2 separate regions of the Rattus norvegicus genome follow, and region 1 is linked to region 2. The links are chromatin contacts, called in public Hi-C maps. All regions are on one chromosome and are shown on one strand. The core of a region is the stretch at or near the end of the contact, and the rest is flanking DNA. Distances in the headings are between cores, read along the strand shown.

What was found. A called contact is a pair of places that touch in the nucleus more often than the background predicts.
Region 1: a Hi-C map of psoas muscle shows a contact between it and region 2, with 2.3 times the contacts expected there. The contact joins the promoter of Top2a here to the enhancer-like site in region 2. A contact is called at or near these places in 5 of 12 Hi-C or Micro-C datasets (the A7r5 cell line, kidney, prefrontal cortex and 1 more).

What each region holds. Positions count from the first base shown.
Region 1 is chr10:84,470,072-84,477,472 of GRCr8, reverse strand. Top2a (DNA topoisomerase II alpha) reads left to right here and starts at 4,380. Exons shown (of 35, transcript NM_001393768.1): 1 at 4,380-4,509; 2 at 5,560-5,712; 3 at 6,262-6,352; 4 at 7,083-7,146. The coding sequence starts at 4,489.
Region 2 is chr10:84,382,226-84,389,202 of GRCr8, reverse strand. It overlaps a transcript of Rara not described here. Among named protein-coding and RNA genes, the nearest start is that of Cdc6, 25 kb to the right of the region's middle. Within about 2 kb of position 3,697, at least 20 of the 93 cell types and tissues checked have an H3K27ac peak or open chromatin away from gene starts, as enhancers often do. A contact at or near this core is called in the A7r5 cell line, where this site is marked.

The DNA.
Region 1 (7,401 bases), core at 3,131-5,630, 88 kb before region 2:
GGCCTCCCAGAGACTGAGCTCTGTAGGCGATCTGGGGATCCAACTCCTGGGTAATATTCTCAGTAAATGGGAGGAGGGAGGATACAGAGAGAGAGAGACAGGGGGCCAGGGAAGGGAAGAGGGGGTAAAAAAATCCAGAGCTCCTACTCAATTGGTAGTTAATCTCATTGAGGGAAGGAGAAAAGCAACCAACCCAAACCAACATGGCCAAGTTAATTAAAACAAGCTTTTTTAAAGTTTGGATACACGGGCTGCCTCCCCCTTAAGGCAAGGTTTGAGGGGTCAGCCTTGGATGTGAGGAAGACAAGGTTTTAATTGTCCAAGTGCAGGGGTTTCCAGATAGGGGGTTTAGTGGGCAAAATAAGTGGGGTTACAGTAGCAGAAAACAAACACAACAAGTTAGTCCCATCAACCTTCCGGAACCAAGACAGGACTGCGAGGTGGACGAGGTAACAGCCGGCAGTCACAGCAAGACATCCATAACAAACCTTTTGTAACAAAGGTAGGGTCGCAAGATGGTTAACTTTTCTGAAAGGAAACCACCATTGCCATTCTTGGAGCAGGCAGTATAGAACTGTTTGTGGTTAAGGTTACAGATGGAGGATAGCCCAATCCTTGAGAAACAAGTTTAATCAGAAAAGGGAATGAGGGCTTGGGGACTTAGCTCTGTGGTAGAGCACTTGCCTTGCAAGCGCAAGGCCCTGGGTTCGGTCCCCAGCTCCAAAAAAAAAGAAAAAAAAAAAAAAAAAAGAAAAGAAAAGGGAATGAGCCCAGTTCGTCTTTATTGTAAGAGGGCTTTAAAGCCTAAGATGGGGGCAGGTTGGTTCCTCACAACCCACTACAGGGAAGACAGGCAGCTCCGACCCAGGAGTGGCCCAGATTGATAACTGACACACAGAGCTTTTGGAACCTCCTAACCTCCTACTGCTGCACCAGAAAGACCAGACACACACAGGAGAAAATACCCAAACCTTTATTAAAGAAGTGCACATGCTCCTGCAAATACACGACTGACAGAGACACTCCCTAGACACAGGACTGACTGTTAAGGCAGTGTGGGGAGAAGGGGAAGCCAGTCCTGAAGAGAAGTAGAGGTGAGCACTGTGGATATATGCTGAGCACCTCGTCTTTCCTAAGTCGTGTACGGGGCACTTTATCTGTGAGTCTTCACCCTGACAGGAGGAGGAGCTCTCAGTCAGCGCCATTTTAGATGAAGGAACCCACCCACCACACAGCAAGTTGGCACAGCAAGATCCAGTAGCTTGCCCAAGTCGGGATACCTAGCAAGTACTCAGTGACATCCCTACGGGTGGAGGCAGGTCTGAGGCTGGAGAGTAGAAGCCAGTTTAGGCCCCTCTGGAGTCAGGAGGGTCACATGGATGGTAGCCTTCCCCTCCCCTCCGCCATCACCACAGAACTGAGTCCAAAAGCCTGGACTCTCCAACATGTAATGGCTGGAGAGGTGGTTCAGTGGTTAAGAGCACTGACTGCTCTTCCAGAGGTCCTGAGTTCAATTCCCAGCAAGCACATGGTGGCTCACAACCATCTCTAATGGGATCTGACGCCCTCTTCTGGTGTGTCTGAAGACAGCGACAGTGTACTCACACATATATAAATAAATACATCTTTTTAAAAAGTCAGTTAGCATCTAGCTAATTCTGGAATTCTCTTTGTGGGCAATGCCTTTCAGTTCTGTCATTCCCGTATATGCCCACCCTACCCCCACATACACCCTACTTCCACCTTCAATGGATCCTACAAGTCCTGTAAGACACCCCACCCTAGAGGACTCCTAGGAGGAGAGAGTTCTGGCAGAAATGGGGGGGGGGAGCTTGTATCCAGGGAAGGTCAGAGCAAACTGCTACCTTTAATATCTAACACTAAGCCAGCATCTGGGAGGCAAAGACAGGAGGATCTGAGTTCAAAGCAGATCTGAGTTCAGGCAGATATTGAGTTCAAGGCCAGCCTGATCTGCAGAGCAAGTTCCAGGGCAGCCAGGGATACATAGAGAAACCCTGTCTCCAAAAACTGAAATAAATTAAGTATTAACACTAAGTGCCCCCATATCCCATTTAGCTCCATGTACCTTTAACAATGGGTAACGTCATGTGGGGAGGGGGCTGAGGCAGAAGTTATTTGGGGGCTGGTTAGTGGAGTGGTTGCCTAGTATGCATGAAGCCCTGTATTTGATCCTGAGCACTGCACTTTTTTTTTTTAAGGTTTATTTATTTATTATATAGAAGTACGCTGTAGCTGTCTTCATGCACACCAGAAGAGGGCATCAGATCCCATTACAGATGGTTGTGAGCCACCATGTGGTTGCTGGGAATTGAACTCAGGACCTCTGGAAGAGCAACAAGTACTCTTAACCACTGAGCCATCTCTCCAGCCCCTAGCCTTAACCCTTAGGAGGCAGAAGGGAAAGAATCAGTCAGAGGTTCAAGAGCATCCTTGGACACAGCAGGTTTCAGGTCCAGTTTGGGATACCTGAGGCCTGCAGGGGTGGGAGGAGTGACTCTGCCTTCTGAGATTTAGAAAAGACCAAAAATCATGATCCAGTTGAACTTGTGGGGAGACTTTAAAGCTCATGCCTCTCATCTCCACTGAAGCTGTCCCAGAAAACAGGATTGAAACTGCTTCCTGTGGGAACTGAATTCCTGTGGCCTCATCTCCAGGTGGAGCCTGCAGGCTTCGAGCTGGGATGAACTACAGGACAGAGGACAGGAGTGAAAGGGCCTCCTTGAGAAGCATAGCCACCTGGCTTCTGTGCTCCAAGAGAGGTAAAGGTAGCTTGCCTGGCTTCTGAATATCAAGGAAAGCTGCAGAGAATGACAACCCTGGATGTGGCACCCACAGCCTTGTCGGTCTTCCGACTGGACAGAAGTCCTAATTGCTGAGTCCCTACTGGCCCTAAGCATTGAAGTCAGCCTCCTTTATTAACACACAGGATAAGGCTGAAAACACTGAAGAGAAAGAGAAAGACCAGAATAAGATCAAAACTCTATTCCTTTGGTTTTCCTATCATCCAGGCCACATTCCTTCACTGACCTTCTCTTTCATTTGCCAGTGGGGTAATTGTTGGACGTGTGGAGTTATTTAATAATGGTTGACCCCGGGCTTCTTTTGGAAAGGAAAAATATTTTAATTCACCAAATTCGTTGCTGATAATAGCTAGCTTTTTTTTAGGGTGGTGGTGGGGTTAGAGACAGGATTTCTCTATGTAGCCCTGGCTGCTCTGGAACTCACTCTGTAGACCAGGCTGACCATAAACTCTGAGATCCACCTGTTCCTGCCTCCCAAGTACTGGGATTAAAGGTGTGGTGTCGCACACTAGCTTCTTATATTTATCATTTCTGGGTTTGTTTGTTTGTTTGTTTGTTTTTAGCACAGGAAATTGAAGCTTTCTCCATCGAGAACCCACCAAGCCCCAGCCTCCCATGTCAAACTGAACAGCGCTCTAGACTGCATTGTGCGCAGAGGGCAAACATAAAGAACACTTGTGGGTTCCCTCACCAGCTGAGGGAGACGTTATGGTCTCATGACCGCTTCTCATCTTCTCCACTGAAGAAGCACGAATGAATCTTTTTATCAGTGGTGATCCACAGGGGATGTTAACGCTGTCTACGATTCTACTTGGTGTCTACTCTTTCTGTATGGAAGGCTAAGTCCACAGCGGAAGAACTTTACAGAATTTCTCCAGAGCTAACCCAGTGCGTCTCAACTTCCACTTCCTAAGGTTGCAGCCCTTTAACACAGTTCCCTTATGTTGTGGTGCCGTCCTATCATAATCATTCCATTGCTATTTTATCACTGTAATTTTTGCTGCCGTGACGAATTGTAGCGTAGTTATCTTCTATAGGATCCCCCTCAAAGGGGTCACGACCCACAGGTTGAGAACCGCTGCCCCTCGTCAACCCCGCGAGAGAATGGGCGTTGCTTCCTTGGTCAGAAAAAAAAAAAGAAAAGCAGAAAAGCACATCCCAGGATTAGGAGAGAATCTCTGTAATCTCAACGAATCTGAAACAAAGAATGCGCATCCGTGTTCTAGTTTTACTCAGGAGGACAGTTTAGTCAACCGCTTTGCACTTCCAAAAAGCCTTCTCTCTTCAGAGTATCTCTCAGAGCACACAGACCCTCCTCATTGGTCAGATTTCCTGTCAGTCACAGTTACAATTGCTATTGGTCCATCTTGAGGTTTCTCCCGCCTCCCTTTACCTAATTGGTTCATTCGAAAAGGCCGCCTGTTGAGTAAAAGACCTTTGTGAGTAAAAGACCGTCTGCGATTGATTGCTGTAAACAGAGCAAATGAGAGCGAGTCGGTGATTGGTTCCTCTGATTTGGGCGGGCTAGATGAATGTTCAAATGAAACTAGGGAAGCTCTCCTAACCGACGCACGTCTGTGGAGAAGCGTCCAAGTCGCCGGTCGCCTAGCGTTTCTCACTGATTTTGTCGCTTTTAGGATTCTCGAGCCCCTTCAGGACGGTCACCATGGAGTTGTCACCGCTGCAGGTACAGCTCGCGGATGGGACCGGGTAGTAGAGCCTTTACGCGGCTTCTGCGTTCATGGCGGGTGATGAAAGTTGAGGCTCCTGGGCCGAGGGCTGGCCGGCGACGGGCTAGGATCTGGTCAACTCCATCTTCTGGGCCTTGAGGGGTCATGGACAGGGTGAAGCTCTTTACGAAATGATATCGATAATCTAATCTGGGTTCTTGAGTGTCGTGTTTTTATTGTTGGTGGGGGCAGGTTCAACTCGTCCTGTGATCGGTCTGTATTCTAATAGCCCCAGGGTGACTTCCAACCGGCTTATAGTTGAATTCGATGGCCCACTTTCCTTCCCTAGTTGATTTGAATAACTCATCACGGAAGGTGCAGAACATGACAGTTCCCACTGAGGAGCTGGCTGACCGAGTGGCTCAAAAAAGTCCTGTTTCAGGATGTGAATGTGGCCAAGGGTTTGCATCCCTAGCATCCCAACTGCTACGGCTGGATAACACCACCATCTGCAATCTGCACGAGACTGTGTGGGCACTCAGTAAACATTTTTCCATTAGATGAAAGAAGTTGAGTGTAGTTTATCGATGACATAAAAATATTATTCAAGGCAGAAATGTCCATACTTGGCTGAAATAAAATACTTATTTAAACGGGCACCTGTAGCCAGACCTAGTGGGGCAGGCCTGGAATGGCATCTGCTCCAGAGACTGAGGCAGGAGGATGGCTTAAGCTACCTAATGCGACACTATCTCAGAAACAGCAACGGGGTTTTGAGAAGCAGGTCTGGGGAGTTTGCTCAGTGGTCAGAGCATTTGCCAAGCACGTGCATGCAAGGAAGGCCTTGGGTTCCATCCCCAGCACCACACATACACAAACCACAGAACCTAGTTCCAAGGATTTTAATTGAATTGTTTGTTTGAAACTATGCAAACTCTCCCGGTACCTACAAGCAGAGGACAGATTGTGATGCAGTGTATTGACTTTATCATAACTGCAGATACTTTGTTGGCCACTTCTGATAAGGTTGTAAAAATCAGTTTATTTTTGCTTCCCCAAATGACTAGCCTGTAAATGAAAATATGCTACTCAACAAAAAGAAGAATGAAGATGGCAAGAAAAGACTGTCCGTTGAAAGAATCTATCAGAAAAAAACCCAACTGGAACATATACTGCTCCGCCCAGATACCTACATCGGCTCTGTGGAGTTAGTGACCCAGGTAAAACCAAACTAGCTTAGTGCACTTGCTCTATAACACGGCATACTGTGTCAGGTTAATGTTTCTTACTTTACTTGGCGTCACTGGAACTGATCCTTCATTGATGCAGATACGGACTCTGTGCGTGTGTTTCAACATTTATTCTAGAAGACTTTACTCCTGAATGTATTGGTGCAGGCCTTTAATCTCAGCACTCAGGAGTTAGAGGCACATGGATCTCTTGAGTTTGAGGCCAGCCTGGTTTGTGTAGCCAGTCTCTGGCCAGTCAGTGCTACGTAGTGAGACATTGTCTCAGAAAAGGCAAGAATATTAATGTCAAACAATAAATAAATAAATAAATAAATAAATAAAAAAAACTAGTGAGACACTGTCTCAGAAAAAGCATGAGTATTGGGGTTGGGGATTTAGCTCAGCGGTAGAGTGCTTGCCTAGCAAGTGCAAGGCCCTGGGTTCCGTCCCCAGCTCCAAAAAAAAAAAAAAAAAAAAAAAGCAAGAGTATTAATGACAAAACAATAAATAAATAAAAATAACTTTCTTTGCCTTTTCTAGCAAATGTGGGTTTACGATGAAGATGTTGGTATTAACTACAGGGAAGTCACTTTTGTTCCTGGTTTGTATAAAATCTTTGATGAAATTCTAGGTAAGTAAATATTTTTATATAAAGATCTCCTGGTTAAGTTCCTAGGTATCATGCATACCAAACCTTCTGTAGACATAGCCTCTGCTCCTGTCATTTCAGGTAATTAGTGGTCAAAAGTGAGGCAGTCAGGCTGCCTGTGGCAGTCACGTCTTTAATCCTAGCACTTGGGGGTACAGGTGCACAAATGTCTGCATTTAAAATTGGCTTGAGGGGTTGGGGATTTAGCTCAGTGGTAGAGCACTTGCCTAGCAAGTGCAAGGTCCTGGGTTTGGTCCCCAGCTCCGAAAAAAAAAAAAAAGAATAAAGTCGGCTGATCTACGTAGTGAATTCAAGGCACTTAGACCCTACCGCCAAAAAGGAAAACAGACAAAAAAAAAAAAAACCAAGATAATCCAAATAAAGTCCAGAAAGTTAAGTTTTTCTCTGGAAGTAGTACTATGAACAGAGATTGGTATACTAAAGCAACAAGGTGTTAATTCCAATGCCCAGGAGAAAGATGCAGGAAACTCAAAAGTTCAAGGTTATTCTTCACCACGTAGCAAGTTCAAAGGCAGCATGAGATGCGTGTGATTCTGTCTCAATAAAAACTGCTGTAAACTAATGCCGTGTTAATGTTGGGGTTTTGTTTTGTTTTGTTTTTTGTTACTTGTGAATGTTTTTCTTTATTATAGACCTAGTGTGTTGTAAAGCACTTTAATGCCTTCTAAGTGTGTATTTTATTTTCTTACAGTTAATGCTGCTGATAACAAACAAAGGGACCCAAAAATGTCTTGCATTAGAGTCACAATTGATGCGTAAGTGAAGCTGTCTGTGCTAGTGCTCCTATTCTTGTGCTTGCTTTGATTACCGTGAAGATAGCTTCTTTAAAATTAATGTTTTGGGGGCTGGAGAGATGGCTCAGCGGTTAAGAGCACTGACTGCTCTTCCAAAGGTCCTGAGTTCAAATCCCAGCAACCACATGGTGGCTCACAACCATCTGTAATGAGATCTGATGCCCTCTTCTGGTGTGTCTGAACAGCTACAGTGTACTTATATATAATAAATAAATA
Region 2 (6,977 bases), core at 2,448-4,947:
ATGGTGTAATGTGGAGAACGCACTGACTCCTGCCCCAGCTGTCAAGTCTCTGTCTCTCCTAATCACAATCCTCCGGGGTCAGCTGAAACTGAAAGCTATCTGACCTTGAGCTAAACACTTCGCTCCTCTGGACTTCAATATTTTCTCGTCTGCAAAATCCCGGAGTACAAAGAGAAGACCGCCTTCCCCATAAGAACATCTCTCGTCTTTCCCAAACACCTCTCCGACTTGAGTGGATGAGAGGAAATTTCTAGCCCAACTGAATCCCTCCGAGTAGCTATAAGTATGGTCACCCCAAGTCAGGTCTTGGGACGGCCAGGAGTCCCCCCCCATTCTAGAACACTCCCACTTGAGGGCCGAGGGCAGTTCATGGATGTTCCAGGAGGACAGGATCTGAATCACACTCCACATCTGCAGACCTCGATCCCCAACTGTCACAACCCCCCTCCCGGCCAGCCAGGGAGGTTAACGTCTCCACCTTCAGCACTGCACTGGAGGAGGGTGGGTCCACCGTGCAGTGCCTCCCTCACCGAGTTCCTGGGCAGAGAAGTGGCAAGTGCCCCCCACAGGACATCCCACTGGAAAGGGAAGTGCCACACACCCAGGCCTCCACCCTAGAGACGCTCAGTCTAATCCTGTGTCCGGATTTTCAGACTAGGAACAGGAGGTCCGAGGCCCACATAGCATTTTGTCCACGGTTGCATGAGTGTCTGAACCGGGTCTAGAACTGGAGTATCTGCTTGTCTCTCTCTGGCTCTGCTCTGGCGGCCTTGGAAGGTAGCACAGGTCAGGTCCGTGGGACACTCTGCCTAGAGGTCGGACGCAAGGGAAAACTCGGCAAAGCGGTGCAGCGCTTCCCCAGACCCTCGCCGCCCGCTGGGCTAGAGCAGTCTCCCGCTCCTGTCTGGATTTCCGCCGGTGCGAACCACCCGCCCAGCCCCTTTCTCCCGCCCCGCCCCGATCTGTCCCGTCCAGATCCATCCACAAACATGCGCTCAGCAGGCAAGAATGCGTCAATGGCTCCCAGATGTGGAGGCCGACGCTTAACCCATTCCCTTCCACGCACCCCCTCCGGTGCCCTCACCAAGCCTTTCGGCCAGAGTCTCACCATCATCAGGAGCCTTCAAACAAGTGAGGAACCTTGGCTAAGAGGGTGGCCTAGGGTCAGTCTACCTCTAATTCCCATAGCCTCCTCCTAGCCTAGATCTTACCAGGTAGGTGCATGCATAGAATTACACTGCCTCCCACACGGACAGCACACCTGCCAGCAAGTGGTTTCAGGTACACTTTTTCCTCTCTTTTTTTTTCTCTTTCTTTCCTTCTTTTCTTTCTTTCTTTCTTTCTTTCTTTCTTTCTTTCTTTCTTTCTTTCTTTCTTTCTTGTTGAGACAGGGGATTCTCTGTGTAGTCCTGGCTGTACTGGTACTTGCTCAGTAGACATGGCTGGCTTTGAACTCACAGAGATCTGCCTGCCTCTGCCTTTTGAGTGGTGGGATTAACGGTGTGTGCCCAGGGGGTCCATTCTTCTTGTACACACTTCAGGCTTACCTGCCAGCCTATGAGAATGTTCTTGTACACACACCCTGGAACAAATGCACAACCTCACATATTCATGGTGTGACTATGTACACCTCATATATATGCACACCCAGCACACCCAGCACACACACACACACACACACACACACACACACACACACACACACACACACACACAAAGCCATGATGGAGAGTGGAGTGTGCTTCCGAATTGATGCAGCTGTAGGTCCATATGGGGATGAAAGAGAAAAGCCCATGCTCACACAAACCACTTCCTACAGGAGTCAGACACAAGATGGGACACACACCCTACACACTCTGGGAAACTTCCTTCATGCCCGGGGCACCACGGGTCCAAAGTCCAGGCCTACCCAAGCATGACTGCAGGATCGGAAGAGGTCCCTAGGTTGGGGGCCAGGAGTCATGAGTCCACAGCAGTGGCTGTGTTGGTCTGAAAACGGGGCTTTCACACCCTTCAAACAGGGACCCTGTTTCAGGAACAGAATACTCAGAATACAGCAAGAGGCTAGCAGAAGAGAAGGGCCCCAGGGCGCTCCTAGGGCCTCCACTATCCCTGCAAGCAGGAGACAGTCTGTGGGGGTTGGGGGAAGCACTGGTTTCCCAAGACAAGAAGTCAGTCCCTCACTGGGTTCAGACAGGTAATAACTGTCCAGTGACAGCTCCTAGTCCTCAAAGGAGTGACAACTTGAGCAACTCCTTAAAAAGAGCACCGAGCCAGGTGTGGTTGCCCACACTGTACCCTCTAACACCAGTACTTGAGAAGCTGCAGCAGGAGCACCGTTTGAGTTCAAGGCCAGTTTAGGCTATGTAGTCATGGCTACGGAGTAAGACCTTGTTTCAAAACAGACTGACCAAAGAACAGCATCAAGTCCGGTGTGGTACATATATATAATCTCGGCATCTAGCACTCCGGAAGCGGAAGCAGGGGGATTAGATGTTTGAGAACAGCCTAACAGACAGGAGGGAGAGAGAGACGGCACAGCACACACACATCCAAGCACTAAGCAGGATCTGAAGTAGGCATGGGGGAAGAATGTCTCTCTCAGACCACCTGAAGGTGGGCGAGGTGAGAGGGAGGTGCCTGGTAGAACCAGCCTCAACTTCCTCCTCCCCAGCCTCCAGATTATGTATCTCCCAGGTATACTTCCCACAGTCACCTTTTACGTCTCAGTCTAACAGGGGTCCTGTTTCCTTTTTTTTTTTTTTTTTTTTTTGGTTCTTTTTTTTGGAGCTGGGGACCGAACCCAGGGCCTTGGGCTTCCTAGGCAAGCGCTCTACCACTGAGCTAAATCCCCAACCCCCTGTTTCCATTTTTATAGGATAGAAAACTGAGGCTCAAAAAGAAATTGTCAGGCTGGAGAGATGGCTCAGTGGTTAAGAGCACTGACTGCTCTTCCAGAGGTCCTGAGTTCAAATCCCAGCAAACCATCTCACAAACCATCTGTCATGGGGTCCGATGCCCTCTTCTGGTGTGTGTGAAAACAGTGACAGTGTACTCACATACATAAAATAAGTAAATCTTTTTTAAGAAAAGAAAGAAATTAACCAACTGGATGTAGTGGTTCATGCTTATAGTCCCCAGGCCTTGGGAGACTGAAGCAGGGGGGATGGCCATGAGCTCTAGAACTTACATAGTAAGTTCCAGGCCAGTCCTGGCTACAGAATAAGAACCTATCTCAAACAAAACAATTGCTTTGCCAAGGTCTTACGGTTTGTCGATGCAGACGTGGGATTCGAACTCACAGCTGTCTGCCCCACACTCCCCCACTTCCTCCTCCAAATCAAACATATCCCACTCTATTCTCAAGCCTGCTACCTCTTCCTTTACCTCCACAGGGTATGTGGGGGAAGCAGCACGCTTGCCTGGCTCTGCAGGTTTATGGGTAGGGCTAGGAGATGAAAGAGATGAGAGAGGACACTGGGGGCTACACGTGTAACCCGCCACCCTAACCCTAGCATGATGCCCACCTACCGGCCGGGTGACTCAGCTGCATCCGGGGAAGATGCCAGGGCAGTGACTCACCTACCGAGAAGAGCTGAGTCTGGTACTTTGCCAGCCCCGGGACAGAAGCGACTTAGTCACTACCAGGGCTGTGCTGCCCAGCAGGCACGGTCTAAGGATCAGGGACAGAGGCCAGCAAAGTCCTCCCTGGTTACATGCGCCCCCTGGTGAAGGCAGGCTTCAGCATCCAGGATTGAACTGTGGCTCTGCTGGCCCCTGTCCTCCCACTACTGCCCAGCTCCATGACACCAGCTCTGCTCTAGTGCCAGCAAGTTTAGTGAGACCCTCAGGCTGGGCTGCACTGCCCCCTTGCAGCCAGCTCCCCCTGCCCCCCTCCCGTCATCACTCACCACCTACCCTCTGATTTAACCCCACCTCCTCCTGCCACCCAAGTTGTACCCAGCTATGAGTCTCCTTTAAACATGTCCTGGCAGCACTCCTGCCCCCACAGCCCCTCTCACCGTACACACACACACACACACACACACACACACACACACACACACACTCCTGCCAGCAGCTGCTGAAGTTGTCGAGCAGGAGGGAAATCATGAGGGTGGGGCTGGGGATTGAGTTACCAAAGCCAATGGGGTGGGCTGTCACCCAATCCCCCATCTCCCTCACCCATTTCCCTCACCCACCTGCCTCCCTCCCTACCTCTGGCTGGCAGCCTGCTCTCCCTTGAGCCCCTCCACCCCACTCCACCCAAAGTAGGAAATAAATGTTCAAGGGTACTTGTCATGCAAAGACCAGCCCAGTTTATGTGTAAGAAAGAGAAGGCGAGAGAGATGGAGACAGCCGGAGCTACAGAGCTCCCTGATCAGTGTCTGGGCTACAACTACTAGGTGTGTCTATGCCTGCTGTGTTGAGAGACTGGAAGGCTGGGAGTAGCTCATGGGTCCCAGTGGAGTTGGTGGAGCCCAAAGGGAGTTGACAGGTTGAACAGCCTCAATCCATTTACGCTATTGATTTCTTACACGGTGCAGCAGGCTTGATGGGGGGCATGATAAATCAGGACCCCAGAGATGGGGGGGACTGGGGAGGGGGGAGGGGCTCCTGCACCATAATTTGTGGCCCTCTTAGAGCTGCTGGGTGAGGAGGTGGCCAGCCAGGAAACAGGAGGGGCTGACTGACAGAGGGTAAGGTTGGGAAAGGAGGTGTTGGATTAAGGTCCCCATCTGCAACAACTCCTTCCAGGGCTGGCAACACAGAGAGGTTCCGGAACAACTCTAGGGGGCACCATTCGCCTTACAATTCCATGAATGGCTTTCTCGGCGCCTATACAACGTGGAGTCCCCCAGGGAGATGGAATGCCAGTGGAATCCCCAGAGATGGCTTCTTGGCTATTCTCTACCATCCCCTGCTCCTAGGACTCAGACAACCCCACCCCCTAATCTGAGACCTCTGCTAATTGCACTGGCTCCTTACTATGCTGTGGGGGCAATGGCATAGCATGGGTTCTGGGCATGGCAGGAATGAGCTCAGGATGGGTTCTGGGGAGTCTAAGGATATGTGTCCTTGTCACCCATCTGTCCTCAACTCATCTTGCAACTGTGGACAAAAATCCCTGGCCCTCTCTAGGTCTCCGAAATGAAACAGCTGGACGAGATGTCCCTTCCGAAAGGTGGCTCCAAGCCCCACAGCTCGCCAGCCTGGAGTGTGTTGGAAGCTGTCCAGCGTTTCCATTCACACCAGTGGCCACAGGCCGCCCAAACAAACCAAGCTGGGGTTTACAGAGACCCTGCACAGACAAGCAGGGAGGGAAACAGCCCTCCCTCACGTCCCTGGTCTGAGGTTCTCCTTGCTGCAAACCAGTGAAGGAAGTACAAACCGTGTGGTAGAGACCAGAGAAGTGTGGTATAAGCCACCTGGGCTCCAGGCCCAGCATAGCCAGCCACTGGTTGAGAGTCCTAGGGTAAAACACATCCCTCTCTGGTTCCCATCAGTGATGGGAAGGGCTTGTCTAGGTGGCAAAAGTTCCTTCCAGGTCCAAGGGATATTGGACAGAGAAACCTAAGGGGTCCTCAGAGCTATTCTGCTCTGAGCTGAGTTAAGCCCCTCTCAGCAAGCTTGTTACCCTGGCTGACATACTTCCTTGTTCTCTACTGCCCCTGGCCTCTCCTCACTTCTCAGTCTGTCTTTTTACCCTCACCTTGGCCAGCCCCTCGGCCTGCCCGTGCTTTTCTGCACGTCTCTCCTGCCAGGGGACAGACCAACTAAAAATAGTCCCCACAGCCTTTCTCGCCCACAGCTGCCCAAAGAGCAGGAAATAAGGGGGGCAGGGAGGCCTGTGCCCTGCCCTCACCCACCAACTCTCAGCTCAGAACGGTGTCCAGCACTGCAGTCTGGGGCTAGTGCCAACTTGGCCATCTCTGGGGCATCCACACCCCTTCCCTAGAGGGGACGGCCTGCTCATAAGTGCTTACAATCACAGTTGCCCCTGTCCTGTGGGAGAAGAAGAAAGGAGGTCATTGGTCTAGAAGGAATCCTTCCCAATGTCTGACAAATCAATGCCAACCACATTGTGGGCACTGAGAAGGGAAGGCCTGGCTCTACCCACTGGCTTTTGAGGGCATAGGGAATTGGCATTGGTAAAGCGTGTGCTAGTTTCCTTTATCCTAGCTTGACTAGAGGGGAAACAAGCTGGGACTCCAGCCCCAATTATGCTAACCCTCTGCTCTCCGAAAGACACACGGCTCGGATATAAGGGTTTCAATAGGCACCCTCTCAGATACTATAGCCAAAACAGCAACAGAAGGTGTCGGATACCCATATAGAAAGCCAGAAGCCTGGGGGCAGACCCAGGCTGGCTGTGTCCACCAAGCTGGGTAAGCACTGCCTGCAAGCTGAATCAGAGGTCATGAGAGAAGTCAGCTCTCACTGGTGCCACAGGCTACCTACACACAGTACCTGCTCCCCATCCCATCTGCAATTCCTGGCACCGCCCAGCCCTAGGGAAAGGCCTTCTCCAAAGAGACTGCAGGAAAGCAGTTCAGAAACTCTCTGGAGGCCAGCAGGGGAGCCCTGTACAGTGAAGCAGGCGGGAAACCCAGGCATCCTGGCCTCCAGCCCAGAGAGTAAATGAGAAAAATATCTTTGAGGGAAAGAGAGGAAACAGACTTGATAGGAATACACACAGACACAGACACACACATAGACACACACAGACATACACACTCATACACACAGACATACACACACAGACACACATACTCACATACACAGAGACACACGCGCACACACTTACACACAGACACACGCACACTCACACAGACACACACAGTCATACACGCACACTCACACTTACACACACAGACACACACACTCACACAGACACACACACTCACACACACAGACATAGACACTCACACATACACACACATACACACACAATCACACAGACACACACACACTCA